Linked DNA regions of Mus musculus: regions 1, 2, 3, 4, 6 and 7 are each linked to region 5. A link is a contact called in public HiCAR-type, HiChIP or PLAC-seq, capture Hi-C and promoter capture Hi-C data. All regions are on one chromosome and are shown on one strand. Each heading gives the region's core, a stretch centred on a gene start, on an enhancer-like site or on the middle of the called end of the contact. The rest is flanking DNA. Distances are from core to core; before and after follow the strand shown. Region 1 holds the start of Mbtps1 (membrane-bound transcription factor peptidase, site 1). Region 2 holds the start of Hsbp1 (heat shock factor binding protein 1). Region 3 overlaps Cdh13 (cadherin 13). Region 4 holds the start of Necab2 (N-terminal EF-hand calcium binding protein 2). Region 5 holds the start of Sdr42e1 (short chain dehydrogenase/reductase family 42E, member 1). Region 6 overlaps Cdh13 (cadherin 13). Region 7 holds the start of Taf1c (TATA-box binding protein associated factor, RNA polymerase I, C).

Region 1 (3,742 bases), core at 135-2,634, 1.9 Mb before region 5:
CTCCATTTGTCCTGTCCCTAATCAGTGGTGATCTTAACAGAAACCCAGAAAACCAAAACTTTAATTACATTTGTGGTAAAGCCATCTCTTTCCTACAGTCTGGTTAGTCCACTACTCAGCTCTGAGCACTCCTTTAGCTAAAGTCTACTGTATGCAGGCTTAATGGGTCCTTTATGACATCAACTTATTGCTCCCAGCTTCTCCTGAGCCAGCAAGGGTCTTCTAATTACTGGGCTTCAGGCATCTGAAGGACAGAAGACCTTGGGGAGAGTGTGGCGAATCAGCAGGGAGACATCAGGCCAAGAGCAAGATTCAAGTCTCAGGGCAGAGAGTGGGCAGGCAATGGGGTTGCCACAGCGAGTTTCCGGAATGATGGGTTATCCATAGGATTCTGGAACCTGGGAATAAATGCGGTCTATCCTTTTCAATGTGTGGGGCTACTGTCTCAGAACCGCCCTTTTAAAATCTCGTTTGTATGTCTGTGTAGGATTATGTATAGGCGTGCAGGTGCCCTCAGAGGCCAAAAACCTGATCCCTCCGAAGCTGAAGTTACAGTGAGCAGGTTCTGGGATGGAAACTTGGCTCCTATACAAGAGTACTGTCCCCTCTTACATGCACTCTTCTGACTGAACACCTGAGGGAAAACACAAGAGTGCTGCACAAGGTCCCCTCCATACCCTGACCTAAATCCTGGGTCCGGATCCCCTTTTCTTGAGTTTGCTCGGCTGGAGGTCCCAATGCAAAACCCAGTTTCCATACCAGGTTTGGCAGCCAAGGTGAGCTTATGAGCCTAGGACTCAGGGTTTGTCTCCTCCATCCTGTTTGCTTCAGTCACAGTCCCCGAGCACACTTAGGTTGTGCCAGGGCCAAGAGTGATCGATCCAGCTCAGTACTAAGGCTGAGAATGGGCCCGTTCTACAGGTGGCTAAATTGCTCAAGTGCGTTTTACCAGACGAAATTCACCTTGATCCTGTTTGTTCCAAATGGTAAATAGTTGGTGTTACAAACGTCCTGTTTCTCAAGATGCTGATGCACCCTCCTGGCAGCAGTAATAAACTGGGGCCATGGGAGTAGTTCAGGAGAACACATAGATTGGATAGGCGCCGTCCCACTTCAGCCGCGCAAAGGTGCTCGCACCCTTCCTGAGTTTCCAGGCCAGGAAACCTGGAGAAACCTAAACCACCAGGGTTCCCTATATATACCCAGAGAGGGCGATTTGGCCTCGCCCTCGGCTCCGCCCCTTCCCGACCCCTCCCCCAAGACCGCAAATGTCGCGAGAGCTCCGCACAGCCTCTCGCCTCGGTGCCGGGCCGTCAGGAGCGCGCACGCAGGTCGCGGGCGCGCAGAGCACGCCGGGCCGTCGTAACCCCCCCACGCCCCAGCGGCGTGGTCTCGCGAGACTTGCGAGTAAACATCCCCCGAATGGAGACCCGAGGCGTGTTCGCGGCGGAGCCGCCGTTCTCCCGGGTCCGCCGACCCCGAGCCTGAGGCGGACGCAGGTACGTTTGCCGGCGGCGGCCGAGAGCCGGACGCGCCCTAGGCTCAGCCGTCCGCTGCCCGCGCGGGGGCCGCCGGCTACCGCAGCTGCTTCCCCAGAAATTGGCCCGGAGCGGCGGCGGCGGCTGCGGCGGCCTGGCCTGCGCCTGCGCGCCGCGGTGCGCAAGCGCCGTTCGCCTCCGCAGGGCCCTGCGGTCGCGAGCCCCGGGGAACCGAGCTGCAGCTCAGTGCACATCGCGGCTCGGACTCGCATTTGCTGTAGGTGTTTTTGAGTGGCGCTTTGAAGGGACGGGAGGAGCACTTGAAGATTTCATTCTGGGATCAGCCTCGCTAGCAACCCCTAGGTTTGGAGGCGAATGAAAAAGCCGGACAGAGAAAAGCATAAAAATCTGCAAAACTAGTCGGGGGGGGAAAAAGTTAATATTTAAGACAAGGTCTGAGTAGCTCAAGCTGGCTTTGAACTCCTGATCCTCACGTCTCTGCCTGGCGCTGGGATTAAAGACGTACAGCGCCACACCACTTACCGTTATTTTTTAAACGCAAGACCGTGATTTCTATAAAGTGTCCTATGTATCACAGGGTCACTTGTATTAAGTGGTCCCGCCCTGTGACTTTGTGTCATCTTGCGGAGCAGTTCAGTCGGCACCACAGCCCGCTTTGAGAACCACTCCCCAGACTCCCGGTACCCTGCTGTGGTTAGAACCGATTTTTAGTCTGCTATTTTAGTCACCGATGGACCTGTCTCCTTAGGTTTGCTTTTTGGGAATAGTGGGTCAAGAGTCGCATGTGGCCTTTGGTGTCTTGTTTCCAGAATTCATCTATGTTGTTGCATAAACCAGTACCTTTTTTTATGGTTGTAGCGTAAGTCAGTATTTCATCTTTTACGGCTGAATGATAGTCCGTTGTTTAATAGCCCACAGTTACCCCTATTCATGTGGAATACCTTTTGCCAAGGTCTTATCTTGCAGTATGTGACACATTTGGCCACAGAGCTAATTTTTTGTGGACTTTTTGGTTTTTGTTTTTGTTTTGAGTGTAAGGGTGAAGTGGCTACTGGAACCTGCACTTTTGCTCATTAGGACTCTCCTGCAGTCTCTAAACACCCCTTATAACCAACAATTTGCTGTTACTATCTAAAAAGTGATGCGGTGTTGGCAGGCCTCCCCCTCGCCCCTCGGGAATGAAGGAGCATGTTTTCTGGTCAGATCTTGTTCATTCTTGGTGCTGTCATATGCTTTATTCTCTGACTCAGTTCTCTCTCCGATGGTCGGCAATCTTTGGACTAGGAGGACCAAAAGGGAAGTCTGTGTGTGTGTGTGTGTGTGTGTGTGTGTGTGTGTGCGCGCGCTTCCTTGATCACACTCCACCTGATTTTTTTTTTTTTTTTTTTTGAGACAGGGACTCAGTGATTCTGGAGCCTCTGATTGAGTGAGACTAAGGGGCCACTGTGTCCCAGGGGCAGTCTACCTCAGCTTTCTGTGTGAGTTTTGGGGACTTAATTCAAGTCCTCGTGCTCCATGGATCATCTTCCCAGCTCCTCTAAGGAATCTCTTCAGTGATTTCTTTTGAGGAGAAAGTTGTATATGATTAGCAATTTCTTTTTTTCCCTAAAGTGAGTTATGTTCATTTCAATGTTCATTGGTGCTTTGCCTGCCTGTATATGTATGTGAGGGTGTTGGGTCCCCTGGAACTGCAGTTACAGACAGTTCTAAGCTGCCACATGGGTGCAAGGGATCAAACCTGGGTCTTCTGGAAGAGCAGCCAGTGTTCTTAACTACTGAGCCATGTCTCCAGCCTCTTATTAACAACTCTTGATTGCTTTGGGGGTGGTATAGATGGGATCAGAACCCATCCATTGATCTGAAATGCTCAGGAATCTAGACTTTCCAAAGGTATTGTAGGAGGTGACCGATGAGTGGATTTTTTTCCTAGTGGTGCAGTCTGGTTTGATATGTTTTCTAAGTCCACGTATGTATGATGTATATAGGTGCACACGTGTGGAGGGCAGAGGACAACTGTGGAGTCGGTTCTCTTGTCTTTCCTTTATGAGGGTTCAAGGGGTCAAACTCAGATCATCAGGCCAGCACAGCAAGTGCCTTTACCCATAGCGCTATCTGATCGGTCCTATTGACCGTTTGACTTACTTCTCTTGTGTATATAAAGGGCTGGCCTGCATGTGTCTGCACATCTCTTGTCTGAGGAGACCAGAGCTTTGGGTACTGGGAATAGAACCCTGGTTCTCTGG
Region 2 (3,443 bases), core at 66-2,565, 1.7 Mb before region 5:
CAAAAACTTGGGAGTTCACCGGTGGGGAGGAGAGAGGTCTCCTGATAACCGATCAACGACACCCCCCCACCCCGTCGCACTGACGGGCGTTTTACGCTGAGGTAACCCCCCCCCCTCACCTTCAACTCTTCTGGGCAGTAGGAATCTTGTTTTCAGGGTCCAGTTCTTCTACTCCAGCCTGGGTCATGAGGTCAGCGATATTCTTCTCCAGGTCGTCAATCCGACTGCTCATGTCATCTAGTGGCACAGTTAAAGAGCCCGCACGGCAGCATCACCTCACCTCGGCCTCTCCCCCCCAGGCCCCCGCCCACTGGTTTAAACAGCTGCTTCCCCAGTTTCATCTGGCTACAGTGACAGCCTGGCGGTCGGGGTTCGGGGGGACTGGGGTGAGTTTTCTTCCCTACACCTCCAACTCTAGAAGTACTCCCAGACAACGGTTACCATGCAAACCCCTTTACTGGTGTTCTGGAGGGGCACCAACAAGGGCTTGGGGTAGGTCTCGCTGTGTCTCTGGCTCTTGGCACAGTCCTCCACGGGAACACAATATAGCCAAGATCAGGAAAGACACTTCTAAGTGGGGACGGGGAAAAGGCTCGGCCGTTAAGAGCACGCGAGGCTCCTGCAGAGGGCACGAGTGTACTGGGCAGTTCACAACCGCCTGTTACTCCAGCTCCAGGGGATCCAACGCCTCTGGTCTCAGTCACTCCCAGTACCCCCTTATACATATAATTAAAAATAATAAACCCTTTGTAAAAAAAAAGGCAATTTCTAAATGACTAACTGAAATCTGTTTGTAAACCACCCCGCTCACCCCCACAGTTAAGAAACTGCCTCCAAATCAAAAGGATATTCCTTCCGATGATCTGGTCTGACATGATCTGAAACTTGTCTTGCATCTGCTGCAAGAGCGTCTCCACCTAAGAGAAACCAGGACAAGTCAGCCGATCCCAACCTATGCCGAGACCCCCTTCCTGGGACCGGCGTTGGGGAGCCGAGGACGCAGGCATGAAGGGGGGGTGGGGTGGTGGTGGTTCCCGGCTGGAGTGTGAGGCCTTCAGCAAGGGCCTGCCAGCTCGGATCGGTGTCCCTGCGGGTCAGGTCCGGAGGGTCCGGGTCGGGGCCGACCGGAGGGCGAGCCCCGCAGGTGCGCGGGCCGAGGCCGCTGGCCACACCCCACGCCAGGGCCGAGAGCGGCCCCGGGGTGTCCAGGCCCATATGAGGCTGCCGCTTACCACCAAGGTGATGTCCTGCATGGTCTTGGGGTCCGTCTCGGCCATCTCCCCGGTGCCCAGCTTGGCGGCGATGTCTCGGAACCGTCACCTACACTTCGGTTTCTCGGCGCAGACGCCCACAAGCCGACAGTTCTCGCGACTACACGGTCACGGGACCGCGAGGCATTGTGGGTGTTGTAGTTTCTGCCACGCACCGGAAGGTCCTAGGAGGCTTCAGATTGTCCTGCCTGCGGATAAGCTACGCCCCCCAGTTCTTAGCTCCGCCTTCATCTTCCGCCCAGTTCCACCCTGAAGGCTGAACCGAGAGGAAGAGGAGGAGAAAACGCCGGAAATGGACCAAAATTGTGGGGATTAGCGTTGGCTTCTTCCATGGATGTAGTTAGGCACTCAGGCCTTGCAAGGCGAAGCCGGTGACGAGCTTGCTTCAAAGTCTGACACTGTGAGTTCAATCTCTGTGATCCACATGTTGGAAGCAGAAACTCGATTCCCACAAATTGTGTGTGCACTGCTGTGACATGCATGCATACACACATAAACATACACACAAAATAAGAAAGTGTTCTGTTACTACTAAAAAACATTAGGGGGCTGGAGAGATGGCTCAGCGGTTAAGAGCACTCACTGCTCTTCCAGAGGACCCGGGTTCTATTCCCAGCACCCACAGGGTAGCTCACAACTCCAAATCTAGGAGACCCAACAACCTCACACAGACAAAACACAGTGCAGGCAGTGGAGGAGGCTGGGATAGAATATCGTGGTCATTTGAATACAAATGGCCCCATAGGCCCATAGGGACTGGCCCTATTAGGAGGTTTGGCCTTGTTGGAGTAGGTGTGACCTTGTTGGAGGAGGTGTGTCACTAGGAGGCGGACTTTGGGGTTTCAGAAGTTCAAGCCTGGCCAGTGTCCTGCTGTGTGTGGATCCAGATGTAGAACTCTCAGCTCCTCTTCCAGCACCATGTCTGCCTGCACATGCCATGCTTCCTGTCATGATGATAGTGGACTAGTCCTCTGAACTGTAAGCCAGCCCCAGTTAAATATTTTCTTTTATGAGAGTTGTTGTGGGTATGGTGTCTCTTCACAGCAATAGATGTCCTAACTAAGACAGATCCAATTCTTTACATTTATGGACTGGAGTGGGGGTGTCTCTGAGTCTAGCAAACCAGTGAAGGTACGCGGCGTTAGGATATAAGGTCCGATTGTTCCACCCTACCTTGGGGCTGTTATAGGGAGTTGGGCAGCTTAAGGAAGACTCTAGACAGGGCAGGAGGAGTGGCTGATCCCCTCTGCAGAGCCAACACCGGCCAGAGTTCTCCATGTTCCTACGTTACAGTGAATTGTACAGGCACATGGATGGCTACAGGCCAGGAGACAGTTTAGTAAAGGAGAGAAACAGGGAACTCCAGCGTCCACCAGACCCAGGCTGAGGCCCAGCTTCAAAAGGGACCAGGTCTGTGACCTTCCCTAAGTTATTTACTTACCGTGTGTTCTTCTTCAGCAGCATCTGGGAAAGTTTTCAAAATTCTGCTTTCTGTTGAGTGAGGACCCCAACTTCCAGTCCCACAGAATGGCCCCTGACTATTTGTCTGCAACTGACACACAAGCTTGGTCTCAGGACTGTGTTTTGGGGTGAGGGTGGGGTAACTGCAGTTTGTTTAGCTGAAGGAAGACTAAGTCTTATTAGCATTGGTAACTAAGGTGGGTCAGGCCTGGCCAGGGAGATAGATGTGTGGTTCAGCTGTCTTCCCCAGTTGTCATCTGACCACATCCTCCCCAGCCCCCTCTCCCTCTCCCCCAACCTCAATTCACACGGAGGACTCCCTTCCCATGGTAGACAAGCAAAGCGATTGTGTGTGTGTGCACGCACGTGTGTGCATGTGTCCAGGAATACAGGCACCCTCAGAATCCAGAAGAGGGTGTTGGGTCCCTGGAGCTGGAGTTACAGACAATTGTGAGCAGCCCAGTATGGGTGCTGGGAATCAGACTCAGGTCCTCTCAACTGTGAGCCATTTTTCCAGCCTCTGCCTCCTCCCCTCTTTCCTTCCTAGGACACTGGCAGTTGTTGGCTTTGTTTGTTTGAATTTTTCTTCATCTAAACTGCAAACTTGACCCTCCTGAGTGATAGATTAATTTTCTTCTTATACTTAAGGACAGATGTGATTTCTGGTGTGTTAAGTCTCTCTTCTCTTCTCTTTCTCTTCTCTTCTCTTCT
Region 3 (3,410 bases), core at 669-3,168, 1.3 Mb before region 5:
CTCAGGACTGCACTCAGATAGACCCGATGAAGACAAAGTTCTGGATGTAGATTCAGGAAACAGGAAGGAGGGAGCAGGAAGTGACAGCAGGAAACCAAAGCATTGAAGAGAGGCCTGTGCCTCAGTGGGGTATTGATAGGAGCCTCTATAGGTGTTCGTCTCACAGCAAAGAGTGCACCAGCATTGCCTTCTGGACAGGGGCCTGGGCACTACTCTACTTCTGCCTGCTGGCTTCAATCCAGCTCTCTCTAGGCCCTACTTCTGGGCCACCCTATGTCCTTGCAATTCCCTATTTATACTGAAGGGGCAGCAGGCGCAGACTGAGATGGTGCTGCTGTGAAGACAGCAAGGGTATGCTCTGACCACAGCTACAGTCTAGCTCCTAGGGGGTTGAGAGGGCTGAGGGCCCAGGGTCGTCCTCCATGCCTATTTATAGTTTTAACTAAGATGCCTCATCGCTCCCGCTGAGACAGCAGCCAGGGGGTGACACACGCCCTGTGGAGAGGGCCTCTACCCTCAGGGAACTCTTAAAGCTGATGTGTGTGTTTGTGAGAATAGGTAGTGAGACAACGCCTTTCACAAAGAATGCGGAGTGTGCATTGTTCTGGGATCCAGCCTTAAACAAATAAAGAAGCACATATGCTAGGCTATTAGTTCCCAGGGACTGCTGGGAGAGAGGGGCGGGGACTGTAGGAGATGGGAGACTTGTCCTTCTCAGACTGTCTTGTTATGATCCCCTGCTTCATCTTCATTTTTACCATCAACATCTGTTGCTTTCAATTCACCCAGAGGGGAGGAAAATCTATGAATCTGCTTATCTGGATCCTGAGGTTACGGGTGACTTCATTTTCTGCCTCAGACATTTTCCGCAGTATAGAAAGAACACTCAGGAATTAAAAGAAGGGATGGGTCACCCATCACCCATGATATGCGCTCCCACATGGCCATCACAGAGGAAGGGGACCCACACACATGTTGAGCAGTCCTGAAAAGGAGACAGGTGCAGAGCCAGCTGCAGGTGGCCTCTGCTCTGACAGCACGAGTCATGGGTGGACTGTGTGTGTTTCTGAACAGAACTCCTCCTTCGGTAGGGGCTACATCCTGACTGGAGGGGTCTCAGGGAAACTGCTGAGGAAGGCTTTGTCACAGAGAAGGAATGTTTCAATGTTCATACTGACAGCCCTCCACATCCACGGGCTCTGTGCCTTGCATTCGACCTGTTTTCCCGGAGAGAAGCATTTGGGGAGAAATAGTGACATCTGTATGGAGCATGTGTAGGCTTTTCTCTCATCGTTCCCTAAACACCGTTCAGCAAAAACCTACACTGCATTTACATTCCATGAGGCGCTGAAGATAATAGAGAGATGAGGTGCCGGGTGTGTGCGGCTCTCCTATGCCAACAGTACGCCATCTTAGAATCTACTGACTCGGGCATCTTTGAGAGGTGGTAATGGTTGGTTTTAATGTCACTTGCCACAGTTTAGGTCTCTGGGCAGGAAAAGCCTCGTCTGAGGAAGGCCCGCCTCAGGAGAGGGTGTCATCTGCTGGTGGCAGCCCAGAGAGTAGGGCCATGGCAAAGGAAGATTATCCTTCGCCGTTTGCTTGCTTGGCCTTCCTCCTTCAGCTCGGTTGTTTACCGTTTCTGCTGCTGTTGCTGCTGCTGCTGTAGATTTTATGTGGTAGAAGAATGAGCTCTAGTTTCAAGCCAGGTGCTTTGGGACTCAAGACAGCTCAGAAGGGATGAGTCGGGTCAGGGACTGTCCACTCTCTTAAAAGCATCTGAATTTACATCCCACTCCCAGAGGCTGCTAGGAAAGTCAACATAACCGAGTAGTCATCTTCCAGCCCTAGGACTCTCCTAGAAGGACTTCATTCTGGAAAAGCTGAGTCACTGCGAGCCAGCGGGCAGCCAACACAATGTCTGTCTGCTAATCTGTGTGGAAGGAACAGCTTGTCTCCAAAGTGTGAACCTCGCACATGGCACACACCTCGGCTTTTTCATTCTCGCAAGATGTATTATTTCATTATAGCAAAATGGGGCGAACCTGTACTGTGAGCTGTTTCGTTTATGAGGTTGCTAAGTAACCAATTTGCCCCTTGGGTTCCCAAGGAGGCCGAGGGTGCTAAACTTCATGTTGTAAATCAGGGCGGTGGAGGAACTCAGGGTAGCCTTAGGAATGTCTGAAGGGTACAATTGCCATGGTGACTGACGGGATTTAGCCCTTAATTTGAGGGCTCAAATCAAGCTTAAACTTCTGGATTATAAGCAAGGGGAAAGGGAAGTTATTACAGCTATGTTTAAAGGGGTGGGATTAAAGTGTACAGAAATACAAAATACATGAACATAAATGCAAATGTATGTAAATTAGGTACCCATTGGAAAAGACTGAGAGTCAAATCTCTTATTAATGATGGTGGGTGTAATGTCTGACTCCAGCTGCCTTCTGATTTGTCGGGAGCCATTCTAGGGCTTGCCTTGAGTCCTGCCCCGACACCTGAGGCAGATCTTTCGATGTTTTTTAACCATCAGAAAAACGAGATGTCATGGATGACCCAGTCTACCTGGGTTCTCCGCCCACCAATGTGCCAGCCGCCGCTCTTTCAGGAGAGTCAGAGTTCAGTGAGGCAGGAGAGGGCTGCATGGGATTGTTTGCTTGTTTTTAATATATTTATTTGAGATAGGGCCTCCTGTATCCCTGCACGACATTGTACTATCTATGAAACAGCCAAAGATGCCCTTGAACTCCTGATCTTCTTGCTTCTATCTCCTGAGTGCTGGCATTACAGGCTCCTGCCATCATACCCATGTGGTGCTTGGGGGTCCAACTAAGGGCTTTGTACAGATAGGCAAGCACTGGACCAACTGAGCCATAGCTCCAGCAGCATGTAGTATATTTTCATTTCAGTAAAACAAAACAAAACAAAAACAAACAAACAAAAAAAACAAAACCTCAGTATGAACCACATCAGCAGACTGAGCAGTGCAGCCGGGTTTGGCTGGCAAGCCTTGGATTTAAGGCCGATTGGGTTATCACCTCCCTTTGGTGCAAGGAGGAGACGCAGGGAGCACTCTTTTCAGGACAGGTCTGTGAGCACTGCTCAGGAGCTCATGCTCCTCTGAGGTATGAAGTGCTCCTACAGACATCGGGAAAGAACAAATTTGATCTCTAACATCTATGTGAGAAGACACAAGAAAAAACAAAAAACAAAATCAAAATAAAAAACAAACAAAACCCCCCCAAAACACTGACAGTTAGAAACCATTTACCCCACTTTCTTTTAAAAAAATTATCAATTATTCAGTGTGTGTGTATGTATGTGTGTGCGCGCACATGTATATGCTGTGGTCATGGCACACATACATGTAGAGGTCAGGGAACAGCTTGTGGGAATTAGTTCTCTCCTTCTGC
Region 4 (3,305 bases), core at 139-2,638, 1.8 Mb before region 5:
CTCGCAAAGCGGCACAGCACGGGGGCTCATCTACATCCGCAGAGAAGAGAACAGTGGTGGTTCCGGGCTGTGTGTGGGGAAGTGCAGGGAAGAATCCAGGATAGAGAGGAGGGGGCTAGCAGTGCCCAGTTCTTGTCCCTATCGTAGGGACTCAAGTGATGGTTTGGTTAGGACCTGAAGAGGGGAATAGCGGCCAGACTTACAGCAGTTCTCGGGGACTGGGCTATCGGATGCGGGGATGCGGGAATGTGAAGGAGGAGATGTAGAGGGTCGTGCGGTTCCAGTGGGGACCGGTGCCCCAGCCACGATGGAAGGGGAGTAGCGTGGGTCCGTGCTATGTAATTAGTGGAAGCGGGAACGTGGAGGGGGGCGACTGAGGAGAGGGTCCTCGGTGGGTGCGGACCCAAGCCTCAGCCGCGATGGGGTGGTGGGAGGGCTCGCTCTGGAGATCCCCACGCGGAGGAGGGTCCCAGGCTATGAGATATGGGGATGCAAGGAAGCGGAAGAAGAGGATGGAAGTGAGGGTAATACGGTCCGGGTGGAGTTGGGGTCTTGGACGGGGGTGTCCCTGCGGGAAGAAGAGGTCCCAGCTATGGGATGTGGAGATGAGATAAAGTGGAGGGAGGAATGGAGAGGATCTTGAGGTCTGGGTTGGGGGACAGGCGTCTCAGCGGCAGTGAGAGTTGGGGCTTGCGCTCGGGGTCCCCGCGCCAAGGAGGGTCTCAGCAATAGGATGCGGGGATGCGGGAACAGGCAGGGAGCGAATGGTGGAGAGGGTCCTTAGGTCCCGGGTGTGGACTGGCACCCAGCCGCGCTGGGCGGAGGGTCCCGCGCGTACTCACGTCCAGGATGACGGCTGTGCCCCCTCGCGATGCGGCGGGCCCGGGGCCGGGGTCCGCGGAGGGGATGTCGGGGACGAGCGGTGCACGGGGTTCCCCCATCCTGGCGCCCACCCAGCGCAGCAGCCCGCCCAGCGCGCGGCCCTGCGGCGGCGGCTCCCGGAGCAGCCTGTGCGCGCCGGCCCTGCACAGGCGCGCCGCCCGCTCGCACATCTCGCCCGCCGACCCCCGCCCGGCCGCGCCCCCGCGCGCCCCCTGCCCGCGCCCGCCCGCCCGCGCACGCCGCTCCCGCCGCCGGCCCCGCGGCCCGGACACCGCGGGGACCGCCAGTGCCGGGGGTGGGGGGGCTACCCGGACCCCGAGCCACGTGCTCCGCGCCCGCCACCCCCACCCCGCCGGCCAAGAGCGGAGGCAGGGGACTGCCCGCGGGGACGCGGGGCCCAGCGACCGGACCCTGGCACGGCCCCCGAGGGGGATGGCTTCGTTCACGCAGAACTTAGGGCGGGTGTGGAGGAGGGTGGGGGCCCCGGGATTGTGCCCCCGTCCCCGCCAGGGTCTCGCTGACCCCCGGTCCCCTCCCCCCTTGGTACTGGTGTCCGGTGAGCCCCGAGCGCCCTCTGCCGGATGATTCTCCCCGAGTCCCTTCCTCCCCTCCTCCACCCGCGGGCGCTAGTTGCCCAGAAGGTAGAGCAAGACGCAGACTTGTGCAAGTGACTCAGACTCAAGACACCTGAATAGGGGTCCCGGGACTGGACACCAGCCTGCTCAAAGGCCCTGAGGCGGGAGGTGAGACTCAAATGGGCAGACCAGGGGACAGAGTGGACAGGGCTGCATCAGGCTTCTGGAAGCCTCATTCCTGACCCAGACTCCATAGAGTCTAGCCCTGTGCCTATGGATGCTCCACTCTGGGGCCCTATCGCTTGTTCTCCTGGAGCTGCGGGCTTTACCCAGGGGCCCAGTGCGCGGTCTATTTGCCTAGCCACTTCCCAAGCACAGACTCCTCAGGCACAGTGGAGGCACAGCTGGTTTTATTACAGATCTGATGGTGAAAAGTTGGGCCTGGGGCCCTCCAAGTTGGACACTCAGCTGGCCCTGTGACTCCAGCACACACTGACAGTTTCAAGGGGGCCCCCTGGTCTATGGCTACTGCTCCCACCTGGGGCCTCATCTCGCCTGAGGGTAGGGCAGCCTGTGTTCCCCATGCCTCTGGGGCAGATAGTCCATCCACATGGCTCAAGTCTTCCCCTTCTGCTGGGGAGACTGGTTCCCAAATGGGAAATCTTTAGATGGGCTCACGTCCCGCTGGGCTGTGATAAGCCCTCTTCCTCTTCAGGGCCTGGGTGTCAGGGTGCCAGGCTAATGTTAAGGTGGCTTCCTGGTCTCCTTCTTCAGCAGGGAGCTGGCAGCAGCCAGGGCCCCGCCCTGGACAAATCTCACAAAGTTGTCCCCAGCCAACGGCCCCAGGGCATACAGGCCCTCCTGGTGAGTGCTCTCATGGGTGAAGGGGTCCACGTCAATGGGGTTCCTCTTGGGACTCAGTGGCTGATCTGGGTCTATGACCAAGTCAGCACCTGCCCTGGGGAGGTAGGAGAGGTCGGGGTGGGAGCCAATGAGGACCAGCACCATGGAGACCCCAAAGAGCTGCTGGCCCCCCTGTGGGTCCTGGAACACTGCTTGGTGGTCCTCTTTGAAGAGCAGTGGCTGGTGCTCAGGGAGGCTGCGGTAGCCCTCATAGGGGCTAGGAGACAAGATGGACTGATCGCGCATCATCTGCTGCACTTTGTGGTACTCAGGGTATAGCATCTTGGGCAGCTGGTTGAATACCAGGCCGGGGTCATGCACGGACCGGCGGAAAGCATGGATCACCTGGATGTTGTAGTGACGGGCAAAGAGGACAGCATCGGCTGCAGATAGCCCTGCTCCCACAATCAGCACCGGGTCTGAGGTTGGGTTCACAGTGCCTGCCCGAAGGGCTGCCTCCAGGGCTGACAGGTCGTGGTGGACAAAGGGCAGGGTCTCTCCTGGGATGCCTAGCATGGCTGGGCTGTCAAAGGTGCCTGTGGCCAGGACCACATTACGGGCCCGCAGTGAGAAGGGCTGGTGGCCGTGGTCCTTGGTAGTCAAGTAGCCATTCACTTGGAAGAGGGGACTGGATGCCTGGACCTCGGGACTGCCATGCTCGGACTTAGCCCACTCCACGGCAGTGACCACGGCACCAGACACAAAGTTGTGACTTAGGCCTTTCTTGATCACGTAGTCCCGGTAGTAGTGGGCGATGTCACCGGCTGTGGCTCTGCTGTTGCGGAGACCTCTAAAGAGGAAGCAGACGTGGAGGGGCTGGGTATCAGAGACAGGCATGGTAGTAGGCACTGGCCAGTGTGACGGCATGCCCTGCTGAGGGGAGGCTTGGGTGTCTCCCATGTAAAGCAGAACTAACAAGGGTACCATCCAAAGCCTGAAACCCCC
Region 5 (3,293 bases), core at 104-2,603:
GAATATGGGACCAGTTCTGTTAACAAGGAAAGCACTTGGAGTCAAAAACCTTCATTTTTCCAGTTTCCAGAACAAAACTCTCTGACCCAGGGTCCCGTATAAGGCACATGTCTCTTTGGGCTATATACACATACTATGCAGCTTTCTTTAAGCCCACAGCTCTAATGAGAGGGCATATGGTGTTCCTAACAAGGAGAAAGCTAGCTTCCTCTCCTCATAGCTTCTAAGTCCTTCGGGAACGAAGGTTGGGCTTCGCTTGTTACATAGTCAGTGGCCATAGTAACAGGGAGCAGGGAAAACAAAATCAGGAACACAACAAAACATATCCACATATAGAAACCAAAGGTCAGGAAAAAAACAGGCTTTGAAAAAGTAAGTGGAGGGGCTGGAGAGATGGCTTAGCAGATAAACGCACTTCCTGCTCTTGCAGAGGACCTAGGTTTACATCCCAGCACTTAACATGGTGGCTCACAACTGGCCTGTAACTCCAGTTCTAGGAGATCTGTGGCATGTGGTTGCATATGTGCAGGCAAAACACTCATATACATAAAATTATATATATATAAATAATATATATATATATATATATATATATATATATATATATATATATTTGTTTGTTTTGTTTTTTGAGACAGGGTTTCTCTGTGTAGCCCTGGCTGGCCTGGAACTCAGAAATCTGCCTGTCTCTGCCACCCAAGTGCTGGGATTAAAAGTGTGCATCACCACTGCCCAGCTAAAATAAAATATTTTTAAAGAAACGTGGAGAGCGACTGTTCCCTTACTTACAGACCTTCATCTGTCGTCTATCCTTTCTCCAGCCAGAAGTCCATCAATCCATCCACCCACACACCCATCTATCCATGTTCTCAGCCATCTATCCACCATCTATTTATCCATATACCACCTCTCCATCATCCCATATACTTAACCCGCATACCTATTTACCTACACATCCACCCACCTACCCATCTTTCTACCCACCCACATACCCATCCACCCATATATTTTTCTATCTGCCCACATACCCATCCACCCACCCATCCACCTATCCATCTACTCACCTGCCCACCCGTCTGTCCATTCATCCGCCCACCCACCCATCCAAGGAAACCGGCTGAGCTAAACCCCTTCTTCGATCAGTTCTGCACTCATTAATAGAGGTACACAGAGAGATGGAAGCCTGGAAGCAGAAGCTGAAGGTAGGAAGAGGAGTCTAGATGACCCTCTCAAAAGATTCTGAAACTCGGAACTGCCTCAGCACAGTTTAAAACTGAGAAACCACTTGCTCATCATAGAGATGAGGGAACCTCCGGGCTTCCTAGAGAGACCCGGAAGCGGTTTTAGGAGCCAGTTTGACAGCTTTTGCTCTAGAGCGGGGGCAGCAAGGCACCAGAGGCTCTTTCGTCTTGCTTCTACAAGCCACGCTGTCGTCTGCCTCTGTGAGTGGTCTGGGGTCGCAAGGGCTGTCGTCACCCACGGGGTCCCTATTCTGGGATGGCAGGGCGGTCCTAAACGCACTTTGCCGGGCTTATGACGAGCCGGCTGAGGGTGAAAGGAGCCTGAAGTGTCCATTGAGGGTAACAGGTGGCATTTGAGAACGACAAGTAGTGGGTGATGATGATAGCTGGTAGTTAAGGGTCACAAATGACAGCTGAGGATAACTAATAGTTGCTGAAGGTGACGGATGGTTCTTGAGGGTGACAACGGTTGTAAGTATCACCAAATTGGATGAGTCTAATTGCCGCCGCCTCAGAACTGTGTTTAAGTATCAGTGGTATAACTTTAAAACTCCTGTAATAAACGAGCGTACCACGGTTGCTGTGATTTGCATTTTAAGGGAGGAGGAGGCAAGGTTAAAAAGTTGTCCAGGCCATCTTCAGCTACATATGCAGCTAGAGACACGAGCTCTGGGGTACTGGTTAGTTCATAGTGTTGGGCCATCATTGGGAAGAGAGGCCATTTGGTCTTGCAAACTTTATATGCCCCAGTACAGGGGAACACCAGGGCCAAGAAGTAGGAGTGGGTGTCAGGATAGCATTTGAAATGTAAATGAAGAAAATACCTAATAAAAAACTGGAAGAAAAAAAAAAGCTGTCCAGGGTCACACAAGTAGCTGATGGTAGATCTAAATCCAGGACCCAATTTCATGATTCCCTATATAAGAGTTTTAATGCTGTGTCACATGCCCCAATGCCTCATGGGAATAGATGAGGTAGCTCTTCCTTTGCCTTTCTGAGCCATTACAGAATGTGCCGGTTGTGAAACGATACACAGTCCAGATCAGTGTATGCTCCATACCTATTGCTTCAGGTCAGAGACTCTGGCCAGCCCTCTGGGACTGCTGGGGTTGGGACATGAGTGATGAAGTCAGGTGTCCCTTGGCCTAGTGGATACATAGAACCCTGTAATCCACTCACTCCCTATGGGACTTGGAGCTGTTGATCATTCTGTCTCTGGGCCCGAGTTTATTCACATGCAAAACGGGACCCACTGGTTAGCATTGTCTCTTTTAGGGCAGTGATGAGCACTCAAGTGACATAATTTATAAACACATTGTAGCGCAGCGCCAGGCACTTAGGAAATGGCAGGAAATGCCACGGTGGTAGGATGGAGTGTCAGGCATACTGACTTCCAGACAGAAGGAGGCATGAGTGTAGCAGAGAGGACGAGGGCAGTTAGAAGGCTGTGGAATGCTCATCTATCCAGAGCACTAGGCTCCAGTTTACCAGGTGCTCTTTGTCCCTGAAGACTGTTCTAGACCAGGAGTCTACATTCACATAGAGTTTCCATGGTGATTTGAAACACAGATTGGTTATGGTGACTATTAAAATGTTCATGGGATGAGAAGATGGCTTCGCACTTGCCATAAAGTGTTTGTCGTGCAAGTGTGAGATGGATGCTGGCCGTAGTGGCATGTATGTGAAATCCTAGCCCTGGGAAGGTGGAGTCAGATGGATCTCTGAGACTTATTACTGCCTAACTAACTGAGCCAAATCAATAAATCCAGGCAGTGAGAGACCCTGCCTCAAAACAAACAACAAACAAACAATAACAACAAATGTCTGTGCCTGAAAAGAGATGGCTCAGCTTCCAGAGGATCTGGGTTCAGCTCCCAAACCCTATTTCAGTGTTTCACAGCCCCTGTAACCCCAGATGCAGGGGATCCAATGCCCTGTTCTGGCTCTGGTGAACACATGCATGGCAGACACTCACATAGACATACACAAGCACATACATTTTTTTTGAAATAATAAAATAAAAAATTGAAGAAGGGGAGAAAAAGGAGGGGA
Region 6 (3,332 bases), core at 484-2,983, 1.6 Mb before region 5:
ACATGCACCACTACTGAGATGCAGCACCAGGTCTTTTAAAAAAAATGCCATTTTAAAAAAATTCATAATTTTAGCCAGACAGGATATTTCTCACTTTCCAAACACCAGGCTTTTTTTTTTCCTGGTAGGTTCCATTGCCCAGGAACGTGCGTAAGCGTCATACCTAGCTGATGATACACAAAACTGAAAACATGGCATGATCCTAATTTTAAAATGTATACATGGCTGCAGAAAGATCAGAAGGGAATATATTAAAACCCAAGTGGCGATTATCTCCCCAGGTAATGAACATTAAAATAATACCTTCTTCTGTTTCTAATTTTCTTTACAATAACCGTGAGGGCTATAATAACCAGAAAGGAAATGTTAGATTAGGAAGTTACACAGGAATTAAAGGTAGTTTCTTTTCAATTCTGTACTGCTCCCTTTTCTCTCAGCCTTCACTTTTTTGTTTTTACAACAAATTGATTTTTTAGTAAATTCACAGTCTCGTAACCAGCGCCATGCTCTGACTCTAGAGCACCCTCATTGTCCCCAAGAAGAGACCTTTGCGCTAACTCTCTAGTACCCACTGCAGGCCCTGGGCAATCGCCAGCCTACTTTCTATGGTTGATTCATTCCAGACATTTCATATAAATGAAATATGCAGTATGCAATCTTAAAAATTATTTTACATGCATGGGGTTTTATCTTTTACTTGCATGTATGTCTGTGCATCACATGCATGCAGTATCTGTGGAGGCCAGAAGAGGGCGTGAGACCCCCCTGAACTGGAGTTAAAGAGGGTTGTGGGCTGCCGTGTTGGTGCTGGAAACTTAAGAGCAGACTTTATTCTTAACTGCTGAACCATCTCTTCAGCCAATATGTGATCTTTTTTGAATCTTATTTTGTTTAATGCCGTGTTTCTGAGGCCCATCCATGTTGAAGTCCACCCCAGCATTGGTCCCTGATGGCGGAATCACATGCCACCATGTGGGTATAGCATGCCGTGTCTGTGTGTTCACTGCGGATGGGCGTTTGCAGTTTTCAGTTTTTGATTGTTACAGACAAGCCTGCTGTCAACATCTGCATGCAAGAGACCAGATTTGCACATGGGGGCAGGATCCCTAGCTCATGAGACCCCAAGTGACCCCTTAGATGAACAGGGTCCTTGGGGGTAGTTGGGTGGGCTGGTTTCAAAGACACAGAACAAAACCAGGTGTGGAGTGCACATCTGTAATCCCAACACTCGGGAAGTAGAGACAGTAGGGTCAGAAGTTCAAGGCCATCCTCAGCTGCATAGCAGATTCAAGGCCAGATGGGCTACGTGGATGCCAACACACAGACACACACACACACACACTGGGACACACACACAGACACAGAAACACAGACACACACTGAGACACACACACTGGGACACAGACACAGAGACACAGACACACACACTGAGACACACACACACACACTGGGACACACACACACTGAGACACACACGCACTGAGATACACACACACTGAGACACACACACACACTGGGACACACACACACTGAGACACACACACACTGAGACACACACACACACACACACACACACACACACTTCAGAATGTCAGGATCACACAAATCCTCCCAGAAGCTAACTCTGAGAAGTGCTGGGAAGTAGTAAGTTGCCCTCGTCACTGGTCCCACATCTGCCTGGACATGTTCTAGAGGCACACAGCGTAGGCTCCCGGGGAATCATGAGTTAACATGACTTCACATGGTGAACATCTGCCTGACAATGGGATACTCCCACACTCAAGGGAATAATCAACCACCTTGAGTGTTTTCATTCATTTTTTTATAGCAAAGGAATCGAACGGGATTGTGTGGAAAATGTGGAGGGCGAGGCTGCACTGGTCAGGCTTCCTGGCTCGTCAGAGTTCACCTCACATTGTAGACCTGAAGAGACAGCATTTCACATCTGCCCTGCTGGGTTTCCAAGGGCTTCAGATTATCAAGCCATATTGATAATCTTAATTATTACATCGATCTTATCACATCAACAATCAATCATATTAATATTGATAGAGATATTCATTTATATCGATAGCTTTGACAGGAAGCGGAGGAGGCTGGAGATACAGGGAAGAATGGCCTGCAGTGAATGACCCTACCACGCTGGGAAAGGTGCCAAGGAGGGCTGGCAGAGGGATGATGCTAAGATGCCGTGGGCTGAGCTGGTACACATGGGCGTGGCTGACAGTATTTTCACATCCCAGTCAATTTCTTGGCTATAAAAAAATGAGTGGAAATATTCTGTTTCACGTTATGGCTGGTTATTCCCTTGAGTGTGGGAGTGTCCCGCTGTCAGGCAGATGGTCCTTGGCTTAGCCCCACCTACCCAGTCAAGGGCATGTCCCTGATGGTGCTGATGATAAAGGAGACATTTTTCTAACATCTTTGTAGATGGGCTTGGAGGCCCCTTATTTCCTGAGGAAAATGCTCAGTTCATTCCCAGGGTGGTCACAGACAGCATCTCCATGTCTGGCTGAGACCCCAAAGACCCTACAATGATCAGTTAGGAAGATCAGTCCGTGACTCCACTCAAGGAGTGCAGCACTTAAATATCCAAGCTGTTTAGTTTATGTGTGCCTGGACATCGCGCCTCAGGAGCTGTACTGGCTGGCTTTGTGTGTCATCTTGACACAGGCTGGAGTTATCACAGAGAAAGGAGCTTCAGTTGGGGAAATGCCTCCATGAGATCCAGTTGTGGGGCATTTTCTCAATTAGTGATCAAGGCGGGAGGGTCCCTTGTGGGTGGTACCATCTCTGGGCTGGTGGTCTTGGGTTCTATAAGCAAGTAAGCTGAGCAAGCCAGGGGAAGCAAGCCAGTAAGCAACATCCCTCCATGGCCTCTGCATCAGCTCCTGCTTCCTGACCTGCTTGAGTTCCAGTCCTGACTTCCTTTGGTGATGAACAGCAGTGTGGAAGTGTAAGCTGAATAAATCCTTTCCTCCCCAACTTGCTTCTTGGTCATGATGTTTGTGCAGGAATAGAAACCCTGACTAAGACAGGAACCATTTATCTTGTCTCTCACTAGAACCTTGGTCTCGGGCTGGACTGGTGGGTCAGAGAGCCCCAGGGATTCGTCTGGCTCCACCCCCTCACCCCCCAGCTGTTTTAGTTGTGTCTCCTGCTGCTTTGTTAAAACACTCTGACTAAAGCAACTTTGTATCGAACAGTTCCTGGTCACAGACCTTCACTGCGAAAAGTCAAGGCAGCAGAACTTTGGTGCGGCTTTTCACTGCACGTTGCTGGTAGTCAAGAGCAGAGAGAACGGATGTGTGTCCTAGCTCCTCTGCTCTTAC
Region 7 (3,546 bases), core at 904-3,403, 1.9 Mb before region 5:
ACCAGACTAGCCTCAAACTGGAAGATCCAGCTGCCTCTGTTTCCCAAGTATTGGGACTAAAGGCTTGTACCACCACACCCCACACAAATTGATCCTTTAAAGCAGTGTTTCTCATTTATGTGGGCTATGGGTCAGCAGTGTTACCCCAGACCCACTAAATTAGACACTCAGCCCGGCAAACTGTTTTTTATTTTGTTTTTGTTTTTGTGTTTTGAGACAGAGTTTCTCTGTGTAACAGCCCTGGCTGTCCTGGAACTTGCTCTGTAGACCAGGCTGGCCTCAAACTCACAGAGATCTGCCTGTTTCTGTGTCTCTTGAGGGTGGGATTAAAGATGTGTGTTACCACACCCAACTGCTCAGCAAACTGCTTTAACATACCTCTAGGTAGCCCCTGATGTACCTTGATATCAAGATACAGGGATAATGGTGCATTTCTAGCTAGACAGTGGTGCTAAAGCCATAAGCAGGGAATTCCTGTATTACCCAGCAATGGGAAAGAGGTTGACTCAAACACAGCCCTCATCTTACAGAGAAGGCAGCTGACAGTCAGACATGGGGGTACACACCTTTAATCCCATTATCAGGAGGCAGAGACAGGTAGATCTCTGAGTTTGAAACCAACTTGCTTTACAGAGCAAACTCCAGGACAACCAGGGCTACACATAGAGAAACCCTGTCTCAAAAAAAAAAATCAATAAAATAATAATAGTAATAAAGTTATGCATGAGCCAAATAGACACCAACGAGCATGCCCCCATATGATGGCTAGTTTTGGTGGTCAACTGAATATTTGAAATTAACTGGGACCCAAACTGCTGGGCACACTTGTGAGGAAGTTTAAAAAAAATTATTTATTTATTTATTATATGCAAGTACACTGTAGCTGTCTTCAGAGGCACCAGTAGAGGGCATCAAACCCCATTACAGATGGTTGTGAGCCACCATGTGGTTGCTGGAATTTGAACTCAGGACTTTGGGAAGAGCTGTCAGTGCTCTTAACCGCTGAGCCATCTCTCCAGCCCTGTGAGGGATTTTCTTAATCAGATTATTTGAAGGAGGAAGAGCCATCCTAAATCACCTTCTGGTGGCAGCCCAGATAAAAGAAATGGAAAAAGAAACCATGATTTGTGCCTGCTGGACCTCACCCTCACCGGCAAAACCATTTATTTTATGGCATTGCTGAAGTTTTCCTTTCAGTATTCAAATCAATTTCTTTAGGATTCCAACAGAGACTGAAGCTCGGCGGCTCTTTAGGAATGGCCCAGGACTACAGCACCAGATCAGAACTGCTGAGACAACCAGCCTCGTGGACGGAACAGTACCAAATTCTCCTTGCCATTTCTGTCATAAGACAGCTATTATTGAACTACGCAGATCACAGCCTGTAAGCCGGTCTAATAAAATCTCCTCTATTCCATACTCATTCAATCAGTTCTGTTCCTTTAGAGATCCCTTAATAAACTCAGGAACACAGATTTTTCTCCCTGAATAACTTGCTCCACCATGAAGACCGATTTATGAAGTTCTGATAATTACAGGACAAAGGAAAGTCAAACCCAAAGAAGTCGTCAAACACATTGGCGGGAATGTCATGTAGGTAGGTTGCAGTGACGCAGGAGAATCTGTTCCTTGTCTCGATTCTATCTGAAGATATTCTTAGCCTCCAGGCGATGGAAAGCAAGTGGTCAGCAGAGCCACGCGTCCTAAGTTTTACGCGATAGTGTCAGGACCAAGGCAACTTACAGGCAGAGCCCAGGACTCGCTGCATGCGAGCGAGTTTGAACAGATCCCCCAAAACTCGCAGGTGCACACACAAGGAATATTAGCTTGAGAATGACAAGCTAATATTCCCTCCTGGCCCCTGTTAAAGCCACACATGCACCCAGAGGTGTCTATGAAGCGGATTCTAGGACTTGTGGGTAATAAATACAGTGCGTGGCTCATCGGAGGTGCTCACTTGTTCGTTGAGAGGATCAATTCAAGCTTCTCAACACTTTTGTGAAATAGGATGGAAATTTCATAGCTTAGGCGCCACGACCATGCATATTGGCCCTCAGCTCTGCAGGTGGCGCTGGAGGACTCGGTTAGATGATCTGGGGGCGGGACTTCCTGTTTCTCGGGCGAACTTCCGGCCTGATCCGGAAAACAGTTTAGTCTGCTCCAACAGTTGTGGGTGGCGGCGTTGAGGTTCGGCACTCTGGCTCCTTTGCGGCCCCGGGGTCAGGTGAGGCTGTTGCGGGAATGCTGAGAGCACGTGGCAGACCACGTGGCTATAGAGACTGGTCGATTACAGCGCTGAGGCTCGTCCTAGATGCTGGCCACGAGGGAGGGCGGTCCGGGAACACTTGTGGTTACTACACACCGGTTTTCAGTTCAGACTCTAAATTCAGCGCCTTCACGTCTTGTCCAGCGGGTACTAGTGCTCTGCTGGTGCTCTTATTGCGGATGTTAGATTTAATTTTTACTAAAAATGAGGGCTGACTTGACAGTTACTGCTTCTAAAGAGTTCCTGCATTTATTCAGCCCACGGGCATTTTCGGAGAAGCCTGTGTTTGGCAGTGGGGAAGCAGGAATAGTACGCAGCCCATGTCCACAGAGGGGTGGAAGAAAGTCAGCCTGCTACTGTCATGCGCAGCGCGTTGATGAACGCTCAGCCTTCATCGGCATCACTTGGTCCTCCACACTCTCCCCTTTGTATATTCTGTGGTTGCTTATCTCTTTGGCACTTTACCTGCCACGAGGCCTTTTGCGATCACTTTCTCCCCAGCCCCTCTTCCAAGGTGTGAGCAGAGATATCTGTCTGGCTGCCCTCAAGAGAGTGAGCAGTCCTTGGGCAGCCCTGCTGACGCGCTGGCATTAGGCATAGTCTGGTCTTTATCTGCTACCTTGTAGTGGTCTCCCCTACTGTGTTCTGAGAACCCTGGTGCACTGTTGAGACTCCTAATGAAGGCGTGTGTAACGTTAGATACATTCTCTCCAGGATGGACTTCCCTGGCACCCTGCGCCCTTCATTGTTTAAGGCCGGTCCACTTGGCATGACTGATGGCCCTGACCTGTCCTTCATGTGCAGCTGGAGAGATGCACTGACCCTGCCAGGGTCCCAGCCACAGAACTGCAAGGTGAGGATGGAAATAGGGTCCTTTCCTTGGTCTGTTCCTCCTCCTTGCTCACTTATTGGGAAAAGAGGTCTAGGCAGCTGCTACTTGAGCTGCGCACCGGTTGCCCTGCTGTCCAGACAGTGTCTCTCAACAGAGGCTGTGGCTCCTCTTTCCTCGCTCCCTCTCCCTGGGTTCAGCAGGTGTTTATGTGTTGGGGTCCTTACAGGCCCAGGAGCCCAGCATGAGGAAGTCAGGCAACCCCACCTAAGGGACTTCCAGTTATGGTGAGAGACTGTACACCAACGGGCAGACCTTTTATAGTGTGGCCTTGACTTGCCTGAATTAGTGGAATGCCAGGGGCAGGATTTCTGCTCTTGGGAGGTCCATCTCTAGCAGCCTTGTATTGAGTACATTGAGGAGAGCATGTCAAAGAGAGGGTGTTGGGGGA

The links. Promoter capture Hi-C pulls out the DNA fragments that hold promoters and counts their contacts. HiCAR-type assays count read pairs that join an accessible place to other places. HiChIP or PLAC-seq counts read pairs in DNA pulled down with a chosen protein or histone mark. Capture Hi-C pulls out chosen DNA fragments and counts their contacts.
Region 1: a contact with region 5 is called in a capture Hi-C map of embryonic stem cells, with 3 times the contacts expected there. The contact joins the promoter of Mbtps1 here to the promoter of Sdr42e1 in region 5. A contact is called at or near these places in 2 of 39 promoter capture datasets (cranial neural crest and liver) and 1 of 9 other capture datasets (embryonic stem cells).
Region 2: an H3K4me3 HiChIP or PLAC-seq map of stem cell-derived neural progenitor cells shows a contact between it and region 5, with 8 times the contacts expected there. The contact joins the promoter of Hsbp1 here to the promoter of Sdr42e1 in region 5. A contact is called at or near these places in 2 of 39 promoter capture datasets (embryonic stem cells and hippocampal neurons), 5 of 115 datasets of contacts at active chromatin or transcription factors (embryonic forebrain, embryonic midbrain, embryonic stem cells and 2 more) and 1 of 9 other capture datasets (liver).
Region 3: a contact with region 5 is called in a promoter capture Hi-C map of hippocampal neurons, with 8 times the contacts expected there. The contact joins the enhancer-like site here to the promoter of Sdr42e1 in region 5. A contact is called at or near these places in 6 of 39 promoter capture datasets (the 3T3-L1 cell line, the C10 cell line, embryonic stem cells and 3 more) and 1 of 9 other capture datasets (liver).
Region 4: a HiCAR-type map of astrocytes shows a contact between it and region 5, with 5 times the contacts expected there. The contact joins the promoter of Necab2 here to the promoter of Sdr42e1 in region 5. A contact is called at or near these places in 2 of 39 promoter capture datasets (hippocampal neurons and liver), 1 of 115 datasets of contacts at active chromatin or transcription factors (astrocytes) and 1 of 9 other capture datasets (embryonic stem cells).
Region 6: a contact with region 5 is called in a promoter capture Hi-C map of hippocampal neurons, with 9 times the contacts expected there. The contact joins the enhancer-like site here to the promoter of Sdr42e1 in region 5. A contact is called at or near these places in 9 of 39 promoter capture datasets (the 3T3-L1 cell line, the C10 cell line, embryonic stem cells and 5 more), 1 of 15 datasets of contacts at CTCF or cohesin (large pre-B cells) and 1 of 9 other capture datasets (adipose tissue).
Region 7: a promoter capture Hi-C map of hippocampal neurons shows a contact between it and region 5, with 4 times the contacts expected there. The contact joins the promoter of Taf1c here to the promoter of Sdr42e1 in region 5.

The regions. Positions count from the first base shown.
Region 1 is chr8:119,556,403-119,560,144 of GRCm38.p6, reverse strand. It overlaps Mbtps1 (membrane-bound transcription factor peptidase, site 1), which reads left to right and starts at 1,384. Exons shown (of 23, transcript NM_001167910.1): 1 at 1,384-1,499.
Region 2 is chr8:119,342,410-119,345,852 of GRCm38.p6, reverse strand. It overlaps Hsbp1 (heat shock factor binding protein 1), which reads right to left and starts at 1,315. Exons shown (of 4, transcript NM_024219.1): 1 at 1,233-1,315; 2 at 851-917; 3 at 120-240. The coding sequence starts at 1,277. The coding sequence ends at 122.
Region 3 is chr8:119,019,584-119,022,993 of GRCm38.p6, reverse strand. The region is part of intron 6 of Cdh13 (cadherin 13); the gene reads right to left. Among named protein-coding and RNA genes, the nearest start is that of Gm31893, 36 kb to the left of the region's middle. Within about 2 kb of position 1,918, at least 45 of the 459 cell types and tissues checked have an H3K27ac peak or open chromatin away from gene starts, as enhancers often do. A contact at or near this core is called in hippocampal neurons, where this site is marked.
Region 4 is chr8:119,444,802-119,448,106 of GRCm38.p6, reverse strand. Necab2 (N-terminal EF-hand calcium binding protein 2) reads right to left here and starts at 1,388. Exons shown (of 13, transcript NM_054095.2): 1 at 843-1,388. The coding sequence starts at 1,052. Osgin1 (oxidative stress induced growth inhibitor 1) reads right to left here. Exons shown (of 6, transcript NM_027950.2): 6 at 1,851-3,150. The coding sequence ends at 2,202.
Region 5 is chr8:117,671,749-117,675,041 of GRCm38.p6, reverse strand. It overlaps Sdr42e1 (short chain dehydrogenase/reductase family 42E, member 1), which reads left to right and starts at 1,353. Exons shown (of 3, transcript NM_001357273.1): 1 at 1,353-1,442.
Region 6 is chr8:119,303,267-119,306,598 of GRCm38.p6, reverse strand. All of the region lies in intron 11 of Cdh13 (cadherin 13), which reads right to left. Among named protein-coding and RNA genes, the nearest start is that of Hsbp1, 40 kb to the left of the region's middle. Within about 2 kb of position 1,733, at least 15 of the 459 cell types and tissues checked have an H3K27ac peak or open chromatin away from gene starts, as enhancers often do. A contact at or near this core is called in hippocampal neurons, where this site is marked.
Region 7 is chr8:119,603,813-119,607,358 of GRCm38.p6, reverse strand. Taf1c (TATA-box binding protein associated factor, RNA polymerase I, C) reads left to right here and starts at 2,153. Exons shown (of 15, transcript NM_021441.3): 1 at 2,153-2,224; 2 at 2,981-3,119. The coding sequence starts at 2,982.